Regions from separate parts of the Mus musculus genome. Here region 2 is linked to region 1. The links are chromatin contacts, called in public Hi-C maps. All regions are on one chromosome and are shown on one strand. Each heading gives the region's core, a stretch centred on a gene start, on an enhancer-like site or on the middle of the called end of the contact. The rest is flanking DNA. Distances are from core to core; before and after follow the strand shown.

Region 1 (7,075 bases), core at 3,046-5,545:
AATCATTGGACTGTCTTAGGTAGGGGGACATTCCTATACCCTCTGTAGCCCTTGAAGGTCAGAAGAGAGCATCAGATGCTCTGACTCTGGAGTTGCAGGTGTTTGTGAGCCACCCCATGTGAGTGCTGGGAACTGAACTCGGGTCCTCTGCAAGAGCAGCAGATGCTCTTAACCACTGAGCTGATTTTCCAGCACCCAAGTCCCTTAATTTAAGGAAAACAGGGAATCCTGTTAGTCCTAACAGGAATAGCCATCCAGCCTTGCAGCCCACTGATAACTTTAGTCTGCAGCCCACTTCCTGGATCTGGCTTTATGACTTCACTGAGATTCTGTGTCTATGCTCCAAGAGCACATGGTAAGAGATTGGGTCTGCTCTGAGGTCAAGGATTATAGAAGGTCCCCAGAGTCCACAAGATGACAGCCTAGACCCCTTGGCTCCCTGCCTTCCACCAGTAGAGCAAGCCAAGCTCCAAAAGCCAGGGCTGGAAGCTGGGTCACCACTCTGACTTGGATAGAGAGCACAGTGGTGTGTAGCTGTCCTGCAGGCTGCTCCAGTGCTGGCTTCAGACAAGAGACTAAGGTCAGGCATGTGGTTGAGATTACATATGTGTATCTGGCAGAAGTCATATCATGTCTTAGGAAAACAGATCTTATAATGTCAGCTGTTCTTAGTAGTGCGGTCCCCTGGCTGGAGATGCCAGGAGGATCTCTAAAGTGTTTTCTCCATGCTGCGTGGGCCATCCTCACTCCCCAGAAATGCTACTTTCTTGTTTGGAAGTCAAGCAAAGAGTCAGTCAGATCTCAGCATAGAACAGACTTATCGTGTATAGTTCAAATAATCAAATCAAAGAGGTATGGGTGGGGCTCGGGGAACTAATGTGGAATAGGAAGAACCATCCAAGGGCAGCCAGGAGGGCAAGCTTTTCAGCATCCGGAGGGCAGAGGAGACAGAGCTTGTCAGTACCAGGTCACAGCTGGAACTACAGATTAGGCATCACCGTCACGCTGAATCACACAGGAAAGAGTTGCTGCCAGGGACGTGGCCCAGCAGTGGGAGAGATCATGGAAGGGACACTCATCCCTTCTCCTGGCCCAGGGATGTCGGCCCAGTAGTGGGAGATGGCACGGAAGGGGAAGGGATAGTCACCTCCCACTAGAATGAGGGTGAGGCAGGAGCAGCAGGAAGAATCTCCAGCACAGGGTGGGGGGTGGGGGAGGTCACTGTCTCTAGTCTTAGGACTGGCGTTGTTTCTAAAAGCACACACACACACACACACACACACACACACACACACACACACTCATGCATATGAATTAGTCCCCACAAAGATCAATTTTGTTTGCTTTAATATTATTCTGGAAGTAATGTTGTATATACTCACGACATAGTTACAGTTTTGATTCTGTGTCCTATTGGTTTAAAAAGAAGGCAGACAGCCCCAAATTTGCATACTTATTGTCATGTGTTGCTTAATGTTCCAGTCAGTAATCGGCCATAAATGTAACGTGGTCTGTCACATAAGATGACAGTGTCTAGTGATCATATTGGCCTCTTTGGTTATGTAAATAGTCTCTGAGGTTTGCACAGTAAGATCATCTGTATCCTTTTCCTTAAATAACAGGCAACTGGACTTGTAAGCTGTGTGTGCTGTGTGGGTATTGCTGTTCCAGTATACCATAGCTGTGTGTGCATTACTGCTCCAGTATACCATAGCTGTGTGTGCATTACTTCTCCAGTATACCATAGCTGTGTGTGCATTACTGTTCCAGTATACCATAGCTGTGTGTGCATTACTGCTCCAGTATACCATAGCTGTGTGTGCATTACTGTTCCAGTATACCATAGCTGTGTGTGCATTACTGTTCCAGTATACCATAGCTGTGTGTGCATTACTGCTCCAGTATACCATAGCTGTGTGTGCATTACTGTTCCAGTATACCATAGCTGTGTGTGCATTACTGTTCCAGCATAATATAGATGTGTGTGCATTACTGCTCTAGTGTACTATTTCTAGTGAAAGTATTGGGATAATTTGTAAGACCAAAGACTCTTTCTTAGCCTTTTCAGAGGGTTGTTGTGAGAATTAAATGTTTGTATGTAGAGCCCTTAGAATAGTGCCTTACAAGAAGCTAGCAGAAAATGAGAGAAGGGGGGGGAGAGAGGGGGGGAGAGAGAGTATGAAACACCTCCAACAGAAGTTTTAAAAGTCTGAAATCCATTACAGAAATGGGAGTTGGAGGGTTCTCTACTCCCACAATGCCTAGCTCTCACAGGGTGACCACTTCCCACTTTTCAGACCACCAGCTAAGGAGACAAAAGTTGCTGTGAGCAGCTGTCCCCTTTTGTGTCCTGGGGTAAAGTAAGTGCCCTATTCCAAATTTACTGCCCTCATCTGCAAAATGAGATGAGGCTCACAGCACCTTGCCCAACTCTATTTTGGCTGTTTAAGGCTTTTCCCCCATTTAAGCCAACAATGAGATGAATGATTTTTATAGCAGGTTTCTTGAGATAAAATTTATAGATCATAAGATTGACCCATATAAAGTGTATAGTTCAACAATCTTTAGTGTGTTCTAAGCAATGTTAACAGTCATCACCTGATGCTAGAACGTTTTTCTTTTGTTACAAAAGAAACCTGTAACCATCATAGTTGGTCCTATCCCCACCCATGCCAGATCCAGTCAGTCTTCAGTCTGCACTCTGGGTCTCTCCTTTCTGGGTTTGTCAGGTTAGTTGGATCCTACAGTGTGTGGGCCTCTGTATCTGTCCTACTTCATTTACTATTACAAAAAATAAGGGGTTCACCCATTCTGGGCACTCAGAATTTATTGCTGAGCATCCCATATTATAGATCAGCCACTCTATCTATCTATCTATCTATCTATCTATCTATCTATCTATCTATCTATCTATCTATCTATCTATTGCCAAGATCTCTAGCCCAGGCTGGCCTCAAACTCTCTCTATAGCTGAATATTCCCTTGAACTTCTAATCCTCCGGCTTCTACCTCCCCAGGGCTCTGGGACTTGACTACTAATTCCCATTTACAGTGCTGAGGACTGAACCTAGGGCTTCATGAAGGCTAGGGAAACTCTCCACCAACTCAGCTGCATCCCCGCCTCTGACCTCATGCTGCTTATTCCTTAAGTAATGATGGATGTTTGCGTAGCTCCCAAGATAAAGCACCTTTAACGAGTTAATCTTCGCACGCGTCGACTTTAGTTCCTTCAGATGCAATCCCGGGCTTTGAAATAGTAGGCCAAAGATCATGAGCCCAGTTGCTCAGCTCCTGAATACAAAGTGTGCTTCATCTAATCTTTATCACCATTGTCATCTGAAGAGTCACTGCTGCACAGCCAGTGAATTACAAAATGTTGTGTCCCTCCCCATGCCTGGAGATGTTTGCGATAGAAAACTTCTGAATCACCACCTCTCAGGAGTTTGGGATGCCATAAGCTGTGGTGGACAGTAACATGTCTAACAGAAAGAAATAGGATAAGCATGTGTGCAGACCTCTATTTTCAGTAAAGACTTGTAGTTAGGGTTAGTGAAAATGTTCAGAGGATTCTAAGAAGTCAAGAGACTTCTATCTTCGTCTCTCTGTCTGTCTCTCTGTCTCTCTTTTTGTCTGTCTGTCTCTCTGATCATCTCTGACTCTGTCTCTGTCTCTGTCTCTGTCTCTGTCTCTGTCTCTGTCTCTCTCTCTCTCTCTCTCTCTCTCTCTCTCTCTCTGACAGTCTCACTAGCTCTGTCTGGCCTGTAAACAGGACTATGTAGAGCAAGCTAACCTGGAACTCAAAAGAGATTCATCGGCCTCTAACTCCTGAGTGTTGGGATCAGTGTCCTGTGTCAACATGCCCTGTGTCACCTTTTTTGTTTTATTTAAGGCATGTTTCCACTATCAGCCTCCCCAAGCTGGGTTAGTACCCACAAAAATCGCTTCTTATGACAGCGCGATTCTGACCCACAGAGGACACACTAAGTATCATTAGGCTCCCAATCAATGTATCTGCAGATATGTTATGGTTGAACTGGCTTTTTCGCACCTCAGGAAATTTGTAGATGAGGGTAAAGTTCTTTTCCACATGCTGCGGGTTTTTTAATCTGACATAGCTGTGATGCTCTTGTGGGAGCCTCCTGGGTACAGTCTCCTCACACTTTTTCTTTATTACATGAGAGGATCCTGCGGGGAAGGCAGCTGGTGGATGAACACCAAATCCAAGGAGCAGTCCCTGGGAGTCCTGCAGTGTTTACAAATAGCGTGGTCTCTGCAGCAACCAATGAGCCATAGATAAGAGCCGCCTCCTTGACAGCTGGCTCGAATCTTTCCCAAGCCTGAAAAACATTCCCGGGGCCATGGCGACCAGGATGGCCTCTGTGTCTCCTTGCCCCTGACCTCTACTCTTCCTCTACAGGCCTTTCTGGCCTCAGACAAACAGGTCTGACTGACATGCAACCCACAATTGCTCCACCTGGCTCCGGGTGCCCTCAGTACTGATCTTTGCTTCATCTTGGGAACATCAGCATCTTGGGCTTGACCTTCAAGACACATGTGATAGACTGAATCCAGTGTCTTGTTCGTTTGGGTTTTGTGAGGGGGAGAGGGGTGTGTGTGTATGCACCTGTGTAGATAGGGTCCCCCACTAGCTTGGAAAATTACCAACTAGGCCAGCTGAGTCCCAGAGACCTGCTTGTTTGTACTGCCCCAGCATAAGAATTACAAGTATGAACTCCCACATCTGTCTTTTTTTTTTTTTTTTTTTTTTTTAATGTGGGTCCCAGGGCTCAAACTCAGGTCCCGATACTTACAAAACAAGTACTTTCCCAACAGCTGTCCCCTGGCCCTAGGACATCTAGTTTTAACTCTTGAACCTCATCATAGATGCTATCAGGCCCATTTTAACGATGAGAAAGTTGAGACACAGTTGAGTGACAGATGAGTAAATACACTTCTAATCAAGATACTTAAAATGCACTCTTTTCTAAGAGTAAAAGAAGGTGATTTTGCTGCTGTACACTGGTGTCTGAGCTGGGAAGAGTGTGCGCTGTAGTGACCACACCCTATAAGACAAATGCTGCAGGTCGTCCCCTTGCTTTGCAAGGTAGCATCAAAGCAAACATCCCGCAGCAGAAGAAAGGTCACTGATTGGGACACTTGAGAAACTTTGGTTACATTTACTGACAATGGATCCCTTGTTGTCCATCCTCTGGGAGACTCCAGTATAGACATCAGCCTTGTAAAGACACTGAGAACAGAAAAGCATAAGTGCTGTGTATGCATGTGCGTGTGCGTGCGTGCGTGTGTGTGTGTGTGTGTGTGCGCGTGCGTGCGTGCGTGTGTGTGTGTGTGTGTGAGAGAGAGAGAGAGAGAGAGAGAGAGAGAGAGAGAGAGAGAGAAAGAGAAAGAGAGAGAGATTGTTTAGCATGTTAAAGGTCTATTTTTTAATATCCACAGACAAAATGAATTACATACTAGCCATGATTTTGGCTTAATTTTTTAGAAGATGAGTGAGGTACATACATATACAATGAGCTATCTGTTTACTTAGTAGAAAATTTACCTCCCTTTAGCCTCTGCCACTGAGATTCTCTCTCAGGAAGTGAGTATGGATTTTAAGTTCTCAGATAATGTATGTGTGTGTGGTAGTCTATGCATATGTGTATGTGTAAGTATATGTGTGTCTTTCAGTTCTGTAGAACACTCATATTGTGTTCTTATTTTTGCAAATAGATATTAAAAGTCATGCTGTATCACGTCCTGATGGGCATTTAGAGTCTTCCTAACTTTTCACTCCTACACACAGAGCTGCAGTTGGAGGGGCCTTTATACGTTTGTCTTAGTTACCCTGGTGTGTCCTCTATCAGCCCTTACTTGAAAGTATGAGTAAGGGCTAGGGCTTAGTAGAAGGGTCCCTACCTTAAATGCACAAGGCCCTGGGTACCCACCCCAGTACTAAGCAAAACACAAAGCCAAAACAGAGGTATACGGATATGATAATGGCTCTGCAAAGCCAGGAACAGCCCATGTTTACAGTCTGCTCATGACTATTTTAATCCAGGAGAGAGAAGAAATCTGGGGAGTCATAGACCAGACCCAAGTTCTGGGAAACAACCAAAGATTACTTAGAACAGTGAGAAAAAGGAGTCTATAATATATGGTCCTTTTTTTTTTTAAAGCCCCGAGTCTTGAAGGGAATACAGATCTTCATGAATGACTGTGTTCCTCCACTTACTACACTGAAACAGAAAGTATGGAGTCCTGGGAAGCCAACTTCTCACATAAATATCCTTTCTCCTACTTGAACACTTGAAGCAAGCTGCTCTGTTCAGCCAGGGTCAGAAGCCATGGTCTTGCTTCCTTATCCTCTTGGACTGCATTTAATTTCTGCCAAATAATGTTTAGCTGTCAGGCTTCAAGAGTCACTCCTGAACAAGCTGTCTTGAACATAGTTCTTCTACTTTGTGTACTGGCTATAAACAAAAAGTATGAGTCACTTTTTATGTGTCTTCGGAATATTTATATAGTTCCTTGAGGATATAATGATGTGTTTTGGATATATTCATACTCCCCAACTCCTCTCAAATCCACCCCACTTCCCTATCCACCCAACCTTAGGCCACACTCCTTAAACCCATGTGGGCCTATCTCTGCCATTCAAATGTTCTCCAATTCACCGCCTTCCTCTGGAACATGGTCCACTTGCCAGTGGCTATGCTCTTAAAATTGGCTCTCTCTCTCTCTCTCTCTCTCTCTCTCTCTCTCTCTCTCTTTCCCAGCAACTGTCAATCACCAATAGCTCCTCTGCTGGAGGCGGGACTTCATGCCTACCTCCACTCTCCATGCAGGGACTTCTTCTGGCTTGGCTGTCAGGTTTATTTCACAAATGCTTAAATCCACGTGTGAAGTGGTTGTCCCACTATCCCTGAAGACGTAAAAGTTCAAAGGTAGATTGAAGCTCTGAGTAAAACTGTAACCATCTGATCCCTTAAATTTTTCTACTAGTTCTTTGAGAGTTTTGTACAATGCTATTTGATCATATTCGCCCCTCACCCTCCCAACTCATCTATGATAA
Region 2 (7,075 bases), core at 2,172-4,671, 160 kb before region 1:
TTGGTCAGGGTTTTCCTGTTGGGTTCTGTTAACAGGAGGCATGGGATAGATTTGGAAGACAGGTAGGAAGTGACAAGTAGGACGCTTCGGAGCCAAGCCTTCTGACCATCTACTTCTGGACCCTGTGACTGGGTCTAAACAGTAACATTTCAGCCAAGTACCAGGGGTCAGCTCCATCCTTGAGTTCTAATGTTCTCAGGACTAACCATGAACCTACTCAGAAAACCTTAGCTCATTCATTTGTGTGCACTAATGTAAGGGACCTCTGGCCCCTCCTTTTCTTTCATTAGTGTTGGGCAAAAACTAAAGAGTGTGTTTGTGGATGAATTGAGCTGCTTAAGCCCTCCCACATCTGTGCACTAACTCTCCATTGAATCTCTTTAAACTCCCAGGAGGTTTTCAGTTCCCATACTAAACTCAACCCTTTATAGCTTGACTGTGAGCCAAGCTCCGCCCACAAAGTAGAAGGCCAGTGATTCTTTCACGCAATTGAGGTCTGAACCCACTGAGGTCTGAGCCTCCTTCTCCTTAGGCTGGGTACCTCAGAAGTCAGAATCTGGGGGTGGGGGGAGAGAATTGGCTATAGTATCTAGACACAGAACAGTGATAATCCTGCTAGTTCCTGACTAGAGGGAGTTTCCGGTCTAGTGGAAGGACCTAGAACACAGACAGACATGAGGCAAAGAGTTGGGCAGAGTAGATCAGTGTCCTGTTGCTGCTATAATGAGTTATCCCAAGCTGGGTATCTTCCAACAGAAAAGATTCTCCTGCCAGAGATTCTTCAGGAGGCCAGAAGTCTGAAATGAGGGTGTCTGTTTTCAGGGCACCCCTAAGTCTCTAGAGGAGAATCAGCCCTTGCCTCTTCCAGCCACCCTCTGCAATCCCTTCTTTATGACCTTGCCACTCCAACCTCTGCTCCATCTTCACATCAGCTTCTATTTCAGTGCTTCTTATAACAAAAGACAACTGTGACTGATCTAACTTCTGATTAACACAGAAGGACCTCATTCCAAGAGTCTGCAGTCACCATATCTGAAAGGACTCCCCCCTCCCCCAATCCTCCCCCCCCCCCCCCCGTGCAGGTGCTCACACCTTTTAAAGAGAGATCACAATCACAGGTTTAGGGGTTACAATGTGGCTCTGTCTCTGGAGGGCCACCATCCCCATGCAAGCTGTTCACACAGTAAAGTATAGATGCAAGCAGCATTCGGGGAGATTTTAGATGAGACTATTGATCTCCATGGAGACTATAGGTCTCCATGGGTCCAAGGAACAGAGCTACCTGGAGCTTGCAGCATCCTGTCCCAGGCTCCAATTGTCCCATCTCTGCCTGTCTCAGGGATGCCTCCTATCTCTTTTCACATCCATCCCATGTAAGTGCCGGAGACAGGACCCTTTTCTTCACAGAATCCTCTTGCTGACTTCAATGCCTCTCTCAGCAATGCCAGGATTCATATTGGAATACTACATAATCAAAAATTAGAACTTTCAGCAGATCTTTAATTCTCTAAGATCATATCTTAAGATCATCCAAGAAAAATTTACAGCGAAGACTTTCAGATTCCGTAGCCTGTGGCCTTTTCCCTCTTTATCACGTACTTTACTAAATACAATGATTTAAAATTAGACAGCAGCTAATGTTTAATTAGTTTAGGATTGGGACTGAGGGCCAGTTGGTAAATGTTTGCCTAGCATGCAAACTGGATTCAATTCCCAGGACTGCACAAACTAAGTGTAATGTCTCCTGGCTATAATCCCAGTATTTAGGAGGTAGAAGCAGGAGGATCCAAAATTCCAACTCATCTTCAGCTCTATGAGTTCAAGGTCAGCCTGGACTATATAAGACCCTATCTCAAGAAGCAAACAAACAGTGAAGGTGTACATTTTTATTTAAAAAAATTTATTAGTATATATCACTTATGCCCAATAATGGATTTTGCTGTGCATTTTAAAAATATGTATTTGACTATATTCCCCCTATTTTGAATTTCTTTTTAGTTACATTATTTTTCCAGTTAAATAAATGAATAGGAAGGAGTGCTTACACACTTCCCTCAGCCTTATGGGCGTTCCTCAGCTCTCTGTTACTTTACTGAAGATGTGCCCTCTAAACTCTGGGCTACAAGTCCTTGACTGACATAGAAGCATTTTATTCTGTTGGTAGTGAAGGGCTGTTGGTAAAACCTTGATGGACTCGAAGGTCACAGCCCACTTCCCCCCAGGCAAATGAAGCACTGTGGTTTCCATAACAGGCAAGAACATTAGCAGGGTAATTACAGGAGCTACTGGAGACCAGCTAAGAAAGAGGTTGCCAGCCTCTAGGTGGACCACAACGATCACATTCCCAGATCCAGATCATAGTCACCATCTTGTTTTGCTAATAGTTTTGCCCTCTCTTCTAATCCTTTCACAGAAATTAACCTATGTGGGAATCAGGCACTCGGCACCTGCAACTTTGCCTACCTTCATTCAACCCCACAACCATGCAGTGCCCCCCTTCAGATCTTTAACAGCGTGCACGTGTGTGTACGTGTGTGTTCGTGTCCCGGCCAGAGGGCAGTCCTGGGTACCATCCTCAGAAACGTCCCCTCCCAACTCCTTTAGGTTAGTGTCTTTATTAGCACAGCTCCCGGACCTTGACAGTTAGGCCGGAATGTCTGGCGGCTGAGCCCCTCATCGACTGTCTCTGCCTCCTTTGTGTTGAGGTCACAAGCTTGCCCCACCACGTGGAGCAATTTTATGTGGGTTCTGGGGAAAGAACTCAGGTCTTCATGTTTATGAAAAGAACACTTCACTGACAGAGCCATCTTCCCAGTTACCACTCGAAAATTCCCACGAAAGCTTAGGGGTGCTTTGGAGACAAAAACATATATAGCCACGTGAGACATACAACCATATATTATCAGGGAGCTCACAGAAGCAATCTTTGTCTCTGTGTTAAGAGGCTGATCATGGAGCCAGCACTCCCACCACTCTCACGGAGGAGCTGGGCACGATGGAACTCACACTACTGAGCCACAGCGCCTGAGGCCAAGTCATTCCTCCAGAGGCCAGTGTAACTCAGAGAACACTGATGGAGAAAGCTGCCCTGAGGACAATTAACTCCAGGCGTGGTAGCGCACACAATGCTAGCGAAGCCTTGTTAATCAAGAGAAACCAAGAGAACTTGCTTTCCAACTCAGGAACGACGGGAAAGCGGTAGTTCAGAGAACGCACATGACTCTTGGCTCTTCCTGAAGAAGAGCCTGAAGATCCTTTCTCACCGTCCCAGGTTCTGATCTTCTGTCTGCACTTCCATAGGAATGACCTTCAAAGTTTCCTGTTTAATGAATGAATGTCCACAAAGGCGGGAGCTGCTACCGACAGTGTCTGAATCACCAGGCTCTGCATTCAGCAACACTTCCCGTGCTGAACAGCCTCGGCTCCGGTCTCACTTGTCAGCTTTTATTAAGTCCACATGGCGTGAAGAGCCAGCGCTGTGAGGGGCACTTGACCAAGAAAATTAAAGTAATTTAGCCCTCATCTAGTAAACCGTCGGTAGGGCAGGCCTCCAGGCTGTTAGATTTTGCTAATTTAATCTCATGAAGATGGGTAAATGATAGGGATAATTTTTTAATGGAAAACTAGAAAAATTAAAAATATGAAAATGGTATTTTTGCATTACAGAAAGTACATTCAACATTTTTGGTAGATTTGATTTTATTTAGAACTAAATAGTATTCAAATGTAATGCTAATTTCAATTCCTGTAATTTTTACAGGAGTTTTAATAACTGGAATTTGGAGCAACGAATTAGTTGCGCTGAGAATGAAGTTGCACTTTGGAAAGTATGCCAGCAGGTGGCAGTGTCTGACAAAGGGTTTTTTAACTTTTTGCCTTTTCCCTTCCCCCGCAGCAAATTCAAGTCAAAAAAATAATTAGGCATCGCTTATTTCTTATTACTACAGAAGCAGCTGGTTCAATCCTTTGGAAAAGAAAAATAAAATGATTATCTTCAACTGATTCTCTAAATATCCCAAATTGATTTCAATAAGTCAGTATTATTTTTTGGCAATATAGATTAATTTGTACAGATGAGAATAGTTTTATTCGTGTGTGTGTGTGTGTGTGTGTGTGTGTGTCTTTTATCACTCTTTCTCTTTATTTTTTGAGTCAGAGCCTTTCACTGAACTAGAGTGACTTGGTTGGGCTAGCTGAGCAGCGAGTCCCAGGCATCCTGCTGTATTGTCTCCCCCAGAGCTGACTCGGCTGGCAGGGCACACACTGTTGCTTTTTTATTGTGTGCTTGGAATTGAACTCAGGTCCTCCTTGTTTTATGGCAGTCACTTTACAGCATAGCCAGCTGACCAACCCTAAGAACAGCTTTTTTTCTTTTTAAAGCTGATTGAACAGAGGCATTCTCTCAATTCTTTTACAGGCACGAATCTTCAATAACATCCCCAATCGATTTTGTTATTATTTCAATTCAATTGACTTGTGTGCCAAACAAAAATTGGAGTGTTTCTGCCACAAATCTCCTTAATCTTTCCTTTAAGAACTAACAAACAGATAAAAATAAAATTAAAAACTGAGGTGAGATGCACCTGCCTGCAATCTCCTTACCAAGGAGGCAGAGGCAGGAGCATGACTGCAAATTCAAGGCCAGCCTGGTCTACATAGAGAGTCCCAGACCAGCCAGGACTACACACTGAGACCATGCCTAAAGGTAACATTTTCTCTTCTTTATTAAAAGGTAACATTTTCTCTTCTTTATTAAAAGGTAACATTTTCTCTTCTTTATTAAAAAGAAAAACAAGAGAAGGTAAAGATGTTAGTGGTTAAGAGAGAATTCAGAATCCTCACTCTGTTTATTCTGGTTGGAATCCCAGCTGTGTTTTCTTTGAATATTAAACTGTTTTGACATTTTTTTTTTCATACTGTCTTCTGTCTTTATTATTTAGATCAACCATATCTCAGGAGCTGTGCCTATGTATAATGTTGCATATCCAATGTACATGCATGTCATAAAACGATGCCATTTCACTCAGCAACCATATCAGGCAGAGAGTAAGGAGGAGTAGGAAATCGAGGACTCTGCCTCCCCAGACCTGGCACCCTGCCTGAGGACATGGGGATAAATGTGCCACAAGTTTCTGAAAAGACTCAGATGACCTCTGCTGCAGAGCAAGGACAGCAAGGTGAGGAAGATGCAGAGTACAGAGGTCTAGAAAGGCACTGTGGCCTTATTAACCCTTGAGGGACTCGTGGCTCATGGATCTGCAGGCTCATTCGAGGCTGGGCAGCAGCAAATGAAACTGTGGAGACAGTGAGAAGAGCTGGGTGATGGAGTCATTGCAGTGGGACTCAGAGTTGGCCTGTTGTATGGGAAAGGATGAACGGATGGGGAAGCAGAGAGATCTTCTGGGCCGAGAAAGCATGAACAAAGACTTAAAACTCATTTCAGGACATGGGGAGTCACTGGAGCCTCACTAAGGGGCCAAAGCTTAGCTTTAGCATGCCTTCTAATCCCCATTTTACATGCAAGGACACCAAAGTTTAGTGCAATGGAGCCATTTGCCAAAGGCCACCAAGACAAGCAGACAAGACACATTAATCAGGGCCTACCTTGAGAGCCACAGGAATAACTGTAAAGATGGTGTCGTTCTTACGTTTTTGTTTGGAAATGTGGAGGTGAGAGAAATTGGGCAAGAAGGTACAATCTAACTTTCAAAATAGATAGTTAGGTAACAAAACAAATAAATAACAAACGCCTGAATGTCTGGGGAACATGGCTTAGCTCGTCAAGGGTTTCCCTCTCAGGCACCAGGACCTGAGTTCAAAACCTAGAAACCATGTAAAAGTTCAGTGCTGCAGCAGTTGTGACCCCAGGGCTGGGCTGGGGGGGTGGGGATCGGAGACAGCTGATCCCTGCACATACTCGGTCAGCTGGCCTAGCCAAATCCACAAGCTCCAGGTTCAGTGAGAGACTTGCCTCAGAAAACAAGGTAGAGAGCAATAAAAGATACCCAGTGCTTACCTGTAGCCTCTACATGCGTGCACACATGTACATGAACAGGTATGTGTACCTCATCCCACAAAAGCTAGTGTGTATCCCTGATATACAGAGTATAAGGAAATGTCTGGATTAACCTGATTTCAATCCTGCCAAAGAAAAGTAATGTCTCCGTCAGGATTGCAGAAAGGTTCTATGGCAGATAATCCTTCAAAGGTCCCAAGAACCACACCTTATGTAATTCCCTCTTGGTGAACAGGTCTAACCCACAGAGCAGGTCACAAGTCATGGGCCTTCACGCTTGTGACTACAGTGCATTATGAAGACAGCAACTCACTGTAAAGGAAGAGATGCTGATGGCTGGAAGACCCAAGCTGCTATCCCAGTCACACACAGCTACAAGGAAACGAACCTAGTGCTCTTCCTTCACTGGTGCAGAGTATGTTTCAGCAGGCCTGCGAGACCACAGAGAGCACCACAATCTATACTATAACCCCCACCCCATACACACAGGCATGCCCAAAATAAACTATAAGTTAAGCACAAGAAGAAATCAACAACAATAATAACCAAGCATAACGACTATAATAATATCCTGAAATGAGCTCGCCAGTTGGTATTCTGGACTGCTGGGGTCATTATGAAGTAAAGGAAGGTTTATTTAACAAAAGCATTGTGAACCTGTGAGTTAGTTGGTCTGTTAAGCAGGATGATAGAGTTTGTAGAAGGAGAGTAGCATATACAGTCTCGATATGCTGAACAAAGAGATGATTTAAGTGTTTGGTGGGATGAGACAGGGTGGTGTAAGATTTCTTCATGCTGAAAACAAGGATATATAACTAAAATGCATAAATTGTTTTTAACAGCTTGTAAAACTTTTTAGTGATTCTACATCATGCACCCCAATTCCATTCATCTCCCTGTACCCCCATATCCACCCTCCACCCTTGCAACCTTTCCCCCAAAAGAAAACAATACAAACAAAACAAACAGATAAATAAAGCAAGCCTAGAAAATATCTTATCACAGTATGGGAGGCATCACCACTGAGCTCATGCCACTTCATGCTCATGCCCAGCAGAG

The links. A called contact is a pair of places that touch in the nucleus more often than the background predicts.
Region 2: a Hi-C map of uterus shows a contact between it and region 1, with 5 times the contacts expected there. The contact joins two enhancer-like sites. A contact is called at or near these places in 4 of 39 promoter capture datasets (embryonic stem cells, liver, neural stem cells and 1 more), 2 of 484 Hi-C or Micro-C datasets (both in uterus) and 2 of 115 datasets of contacts at active chromatin or transcription factors (differentiating embryonic stem cells and embryonic stem cells).

Annotation. Positions count from the first base shown.
Region 1 is chr6:97,580,166-97,587,240 of GRCm38.p6, reverse strand. It overlaps LOC115486428 (a long non-coding RNA gene), which reads right to left. Exons shown (of 2, transcript XR_001785333.2): 1 at 6,832-7,075. It also overlaps a transcript of Frmd4b not described here. Among named protein-coding and RNA genes, the nearest start is that of Gm23510, 11 kb to the right of the region's middle. Within about 2 kb of position 4,295, at least 19 of the 459 cell types and tissues checked have an H3K27ac peak or open chromatin away from gene starts, as enhancers often do. A contact at or near this core is called in uterus, where this site is marked.
Region 2 is chr6:97,737,082-97,744,156 of GRCm38.p6, reverse strand. No RefSeq gene overlaps it. Among named protein-coding and RNA genes, the nearest start is that of Gm24565, 10 kb to the right of the region's middle. Within about 2 kb of position 3,421, at least 15 of the 459 cell types and tissues checked have an H3K27ac peak or open chromatin away from gene starts, as enhancers often do. A contact at or near this core is called in uterus, where this site is marked.